Regions from separate parts of the Astyanax mexicanus genome. Here region 1 is linked to region 2. A link is a contact called in public Hi-C data. All regions are on one chromosome and are shown on one strand. Each heading gives the region's core, a stretch centred on a gene start, on an enhancer-like site or on the middle of the called end of the contact. The rest is flanking DNA. Distances are from core to core; before and after follow the strand shown.

Evidence for each region. A called contact is a pair of places that touch in the nucleus more often than the background predicts.
Region 1: a contact with region 2 is called in a Hi-C map of blood, with 3 times the contacts expected there. The contact joins the promoter of s1pr4 here to the enhancer-like site in region 2. A contact is called at or near these places in 2 of 3 Hi-C or Micro-C datasets (blood and muscle).

The regions. Positions count from the first base shown.
Region 1 is chr16:27,154,536-27,158,149 of AstMex3_surface, reverse strand. s1pr4 (sphingosine-1-phosphate receptor 4) reads right to left here and starts at 2,072. Exons shown (of 2, transcript XM_007246206.4): 1 at 1,978-2,072; 2 at 1-672. The coding sequence starts at 514.
Region 2 is chr16:26,979,743-26,983,079 of AstMex3_surface, reverse strand. It overlaps insrb (insulin receptor b), which reads left to right. Exons shown (of 21, transcript XM_007236547.4): 11 at 1,240-1,517; 12 at 2,066-2,214; 13 at 2,791-2,947. The region is part of intron 3 of LOC107197052 (dynein axonemal intermediate chain 3-like); the gene reads right to left. Among protein-coding and RNA genes, the nearest start is that of arhgef18b, 32 kb to the right of the region's middle. Within about 2 kb of position 1,334, the one cell type or tissue checked has an H3K27ac peak away from gene starts, as active enhancers do.

The sequences.
Region 1 (3,614 bases), core at 823-3,322, 170 kb before region 2:
CTAGCCAGCACAGCACCACCATCAGGTAAACACGGTAAGTCTTCCTGGACGACTTCTGGTGCATCGGCTTCATCATGGTGGTATAGCGTTCTACGGCTATAAGCAAAAGGCTAAAGATGGAGGCGGCTAAAGCTACAAACAGAAGCCCCTCCCTGAAGAGCCAAAGAAACGGACTCAGGCTGAAGGTCCGAGCACCAGACAAGCAGATGTTGACCACGTAGGCTGCTCCAGTTAGCAAGTCACTAAGCGCAATGTTGGCAATGCAGATGAACACCCAGCGGTGGCGCTGCCGTGTGCAGAATAGCACAGCCAACAGCACCATCAGGTTCTCCAGGATGATGAAGATGCTAAAGCAAAGCAAGATGGCCGCCAGTGGACTGACCCCACTGCTGGAGGGTTTTCGGTGCTGGAGCTTGCCCGTGAAGTTGTAGTGCTCCAGGATGATGCTGATGTTGTTGCGGCTGTAGATGGAAGGGCAGGAGGTGGGAGAGCTGAGGCTGTGCAGGAACTCCATTGGTAACTCTGTGGTGGTGGTCGTTGTGGACTGGAGGAGCAATTTGAATCTCACTGAATTGACTCTGTCTCAGAGTTGGTCAGGCAATCAAAGTCTCTCACTCCTGTCTGCTAATGGAGTCAGATATTTCCTGCAGATTCACCCCCTCTTAGAGCACCCTAATACAAGAAAAACATTTTAACATGTTAGCGTTGCATTGTGATAGCATGCACTTTGAATAGTAGCATTGCAAATATGTGGTCTTTATCCATTCAACTGTTAAAGGCCTGAAAAATTCAAAATAGATACTGAGTATTTCATATCTGAGGCCAAATAATGTGTATGTAGTGGATACATAATAGTAAATTGTTGTTATTGAATAATTTATAGTAGATACTGAATAATTTAAAGTGGATTCTTAACAATCTATAGTAGACATTAAATAATTCATTGTTTGTAAAATATTAGTAATATGAGTTATTTAACAACCAATAATAGTAACCGAATAATTCATAGTGGGTATATAATAATACATAATATATAATACATAATAATAATACTATGAATAATTCATAGTGGATGAGCAGTTATTGAATAATTTGTACTGGTTACCTAATCTATGCATAGTGGATATTTAGTAATCCATAGCAGTTATTAACTAGCTGATATTGGAGACTTCATTATCCATAGCATTTACTGAATAATTAAAAGTGGATACATAATAATCCATAGCGGTTATTGAATCATTAGTATTGGATACACAAAACCCCATGGTAGTTACTGGCAGTAATGTATATCTACTTGTAAAGGTACTTAAATAAACACTAACTAAAATAATGAAATAATTATTTCTAAATAAAGATTAAATTCAAATGTGGCAAAAACAATTGTAAAACAAATAAAGGCACAAACCTTAACACTTGGTCAGCTGTGTTTGTGGCCTGGCTAGATTGGTGGCATGTTATATGTGGAGTAGCACATTTAAATATCTCTGGTTTCACTACTACACTTGTGGTTAAGGTGGGGCTTCCTCTACTACTACTATCAGCACGTTTAAAAGGCTTACATGTGTTTTGCAGAACATGCCATGTTTAAATGCCCAAACTTCAACTCAGCAAAAAAAACTCATTATAAAAATTAAATTTTATTTGTATTTCAATTATTCATTTCAAAAGTGAATATTGTTTTTGTCCAGCTATCATGATATTTAGATTATTATAATTATTATAATAGTTCAGTCACACATTGCATACAAAAAACAACAACTGTGCAAAAATATTATGAGAAAATGAGAACAACAATAAACAAAAAAAAATAACTTAAATTACATTTTTGTGAACTTTACAAAAATATTGTAAATCATTTCAATCATCTTCCACATTTTAAAATGATTATATACAAGACAAAAAATAACAATACAAATAGCATTAGTAAAGTGAGTCAGTAGGGATTTAGGAGCATGCGTGTGCTGCAGGCTGACGTACCTCTTGCTGCTGATGCTGGAGTGTGTGTAGCCATCCATCCTGTGTGTGTGTGTGTGACCCTGACACTGACAAGGAAGTAAGCTTACGGTATCTTGCAGCAAATATTGACACACCCAATGGAGAAAGGTCTGCTGAGCTAAAAATGTGAGCGCTAAGTAGCTTTAACACACTTTCTACACTTTTTTGTCGAGTTGTGACAGTGTTCCAGGAATGCATGTGTGTGTCATGTCCTGCATGGCCACAGGATGTCACAGCATAAATATACTTGTAATAGCTTTAATCAGTATATACAAACAAATGTGTAACTATTGAAGAACAGGATGAAAAAAGGATAATCAATAGACCTACAAATTAATCCTATAAAAAAAATTGATAATTGGTATTGAAACAAGGAGATGGTCATAATGTTATGCTTGACTATATATATGTCTATATATGTCTATGTAATAGTGGAATTTATATATTCATTTATATGATATGAATATACAAACAATAACTGTCGATGAGACTTCTGCACCTCTCAAACAGCACAGTGACTACGGTACCTATAGCCTTCTATATAGACCCACTGACTGATTACAAGATTGCTTGTAATTACAAGATGCTAATTAGTGGACACACCTTGATTTGACATGCCCAGTTGGTCACATTATTTTAAGGGGTATCATATTTTTTGTCCAGGCCTGTTTAATGAGTTTACTTTTTTAAAATAATTCTGTTGAACCACGGTTTAAAGTCAATGTCAGATTTCATTTATTTTCATGGAATTTTTTATTTATTATTCCTTTGTCAGATCAAGTTATTTCTGTGACCGTTGTGAGTTTTATTTATTTATTTTTTATAGAACACTGAACTAGCACATTGCATTATAATTTGTACCATTTAAATGATATTATGTAACCAACTGGAATACACTTCAAACACACTACTGTTCCCACGTGCTGTTGCAATATGACGCAGAGATATTGCAGGGATGTTTTCAATGCCTCTAACATTATGCCACCTCTAGTCTTACAACAGCTTAATCTTGGCAAAAAAAATTGGTTACCCAACGTTTCGCAGAAGATGCAAACAGGAACTGGCAGGGCTCTGGGCCTCCTCCCTTATTTTCTCACTTCACCTCATCCAGCTGTGTGAGAGAAATGAAATCTTTCACAGCAACTCTAATGATCTTCTCAGATCTGTCACCCATACATTTTAGTCAAATTTGGTCATTTCAACTGTGAATTGCATCCATCTATGTAAGGACTAATTTAAAATGATGTATCAAGGGCTTACATAAGGTTTTTTAAGTGAACTTGGTGTTCTCAAATTTAAATTGTGTACATTTCTGTATCCAAAAATGAAGGTAAATTTACTAGATTTTTATTTAAAATTGTATTCTTATGTAGTGTCATTTTAAAGTTCTCAAGTGGCCCTACAGTCTAATGGCTGCTCATCAAGTGTGAGGAGATCATGAGTTCATATCTCAACACAGCAAAGTCTTCCAGTCTGAAGACACCATGTGATAACCGACATGCCAACATACAAATTAACTGTATATACCGTAAACAGATAGAGAAGGGGGGCACATTATAAACATCTTGCATAATATTTAATCAATCAGATTTGGCTGCGGTTAAGCTGTTTTTGCGGCT
Region 2 (3,337 bases), core at 85-2,584:
GCCTGGATGAGAGGCATGGGCTTCAGATCACGGAAAACCAATCGGAGAGAGCAGGACGGTGTCTATACACCACCCGGGGAGTGGGCCTCTTAATGACTGTGTGTTCCTGGTCCTGACGTCAGCAACTGCCCTTGCTGTTCTTTGCTCATTTAGACACCGCTGGGAGCTGTCTGTGTCAGACTCCTGATAGACCAATTGAAACGCTCTGAAAAGACAAATGTTCATCTTTCAGGGCTTTTAAAAGCCTGTTTATTCTGTAGGTGGTTTCCATATGGAGGATATGCAGTGCAGAGGAGTGGAGGGTGGTGGATTAGCAGCAGCATACTCTATGTAACTGTCTACTTATAAAGTGGAGCTTCATTATAAGGTCGATAGAATTCAAAATTTGCCATTGACAGGAAGCATAAGATAGGTGTTCTAGAAGATGGCCAGTTTGTAAAGCATAATGTAGGGGTTTCAAAGACATGTCAGTCCAAAAAACACAAGGTACAGTGTGTTAGTAAAGTGGCTAGTTAGTGAAGCACAAGGTATGAATGGCCTGTGAGTGAAAACACAATTGAGGAGAGTTCAAACAAAATATCCACGCAGACATATATATTGTAGTACATATATGGTGGACATATATGGTAGTAAAGCAAAAGGCAGAGATTTCTAATAAAGTGGCCAGTTAGAGAAGCTCATGGGGTTTCTAATAATTTGCCCAGTACATGAAAGCATTGTCATTAAACTGTAGGAAGGGGTTTACAACTATGTGTTAATAATGTGGGATAGTGCTTTCTAATCTAGTTAAACAATTACATCCTTTGTGCAAACCACTGTACCTATTGATAAATGAGTGCTGAATGATCTTGTTGCAGATCAGGACTCATTAGTGCTTGACTTGAACCTCCCAGTAGACTCAATGATTCTTTTTTTAAATTCAGTAGGAGTAGTGCCATCTATTGGGAACATTTGGAACAATCACAGGGGTTGAGGGATTTTTCTGAAGTAGGTGTTGGTGCCATCTACTGGATTTAACTGTTAATAGCTGATAATAGACTAGCTGGAGGTGGGGCTGTGGTGGTTTAAAATGTCAGCAAACAGTTTTTATATAAATACCAGGCCTTATGACAGTGTCTGGCAGACAAAAAGGCTATGTTCATAAATAGTATTTGGTCTCAATTGTTTTAATACTTTTGAAATACTGTTTTATATGAGCCTGCATTGCTAATGGTCTGTCTGTATATCTGTCTGTTTTAGACCATCCCGTCGCCGCCGGTCATTGGGAATAGCTAACTCCACCCACTCCACCCTCCTGATCACACCCCCCACCTTCCCAAATGTCTCCGCCCCCACTATAGGCCCAGAGGAACAGAAGAAAAAGCAGGTCCTCATAGTTAGCTCCAAAGAGTCCATCGTCATCTCCCACCTTCATCACTTCACTAGCTACCAGATCGAGATCCAGGCCTGTAATCACCTTACCGACATTGCCTTCTGCAGCATGGCCACCTACGTCAGCGCACGCACCATGCCTGAAGGTTAGTATTCACTGACCAGCCACACAAACCACTGTATCCTACAGCCTTTATTTTATCTGAAAAAAATTGTAGTCTAACAATAACACTGTTTGCCCAGTTCAACCCCACCTATAGCACATACTCCTGAACACAATCCATCTGAACCCAACTTTTCCCTAACAAAATTTGTCTGAAACTGACTAATCTATTGATATTCCATCAAAACCGAACTGTACCTCAAAAAATCTATTGGAACCAGATTGTAACAAACAATTTCATCCACAACAGGACTGTATCCCAATTCATTTGCTTCTGGACCAGCTTGTAACACAACAACTGACTATAGGACTGTTTCTCATCCTGACTGTATCCCAAAATCATTCTCTACATTTAAATACCATCAAAACCCAACTGTAACAAAATTTCATCTAAGCCTGGCTAACGGCTAAATCCAGCGTATATATATATATATATATATATATATATATATATATATATATATATATATATATATATATATATATATATATATATATAATTTTTTTTTTTTTTTTTTTTTTTGTCTGCAGTCAAAGCTGACGATATCTTCGGAGCAGTCACTCATGAGATCCTTCCAGAAGAGCCGGAGTTTGTTTACATCCACTGGCAGGAACCGAAAGCTCCAAATGGCATGATTGTTCTGTATGAGATTAACTACCGTCGAGTTTCTGATACTGAGGTTAGTGTCAGTCAATATGCGTCACCACAAACAACATAATTTATATTTCACACTGAATAGAATAAAACTGGATGATGTATTATAATAATTAATGTTTTGCAACATGAGGTTTTATATTGAGCAAGTGCTGTGTGCGACTTCCCGCTCATAGTGGCAGCGATTAAGACTGCTGGACCACTCGGCGCCCCTAGATTTTAGTTTTAAGTCTTGACGGTAGACATATCAGGAAAAAAAAAATGTTTTGTGAAAAAATTAATCATAGTTCAGTCCACACACTGGTATTGAAATTATTTTGTCTGTCTTATTTTACAGCTCTTTAATGCATTACTATAATTATTAACCTATCAGAGCATTTTTAGGCAGCTTCCTACAGCAGCTCCTGTACACTGATTAAGATTTCAGTCTGGTTAAATCTTCTTTTTAATGAGTTTTCCAGAGAGACAAATGTGTTTTTGAGAGCTCTGTATGAGTGTTTCTGTTGCTATGGCAACTGTCTAAACCCTCTCATCTCAAATAAATGAACTGTTTTTTTAAAAAACAAATGCCAATGTTTTGTCTTTCTTTCTTTTTTCTCAGGAATTGCATCACTGTGTGTCCAGGATTAGTTATGAGAAGACCAGGGGCTGCAAACTGAGAGTTGGTCATCCTGGGAACTACAGCGTCCGAATCAGAGCTACTTCCTTGGCTGGAAATGGCTCCTGGACTGAACCCACATACTTCTTCATGCCAGACAGTAAGCTTCAGCCTAACCACCCTCACTTCCTGTCAGATGTAAACATTCATTAAAGTGAACCATCCCACAGCATCAACTTTAGAATTTAGACTCAACTGTTGTCTGACAAAAATCCATCTGAAACCAACTGGATTGTCACTAGAGATGGGACCGATCCAAAACGGTATTCCAGTCTGCAGCTTGAGCTGGACAATAAACCGGCCGTGACCTAACACAAAACACAGTTTACCTTGAACCCCAAGTAGCTTCACTCTGTGGCTGACTGAGTAAACTTTAGCTGTTTGTCTACAAAACATGTCAATTGTCTGGAGAATGGCCACACAGAAGATTTTTAAATTCAGGGTCAGCTGCATTCCGGCGTTATAAAGGTAATAAGTAACTAACTCAAGT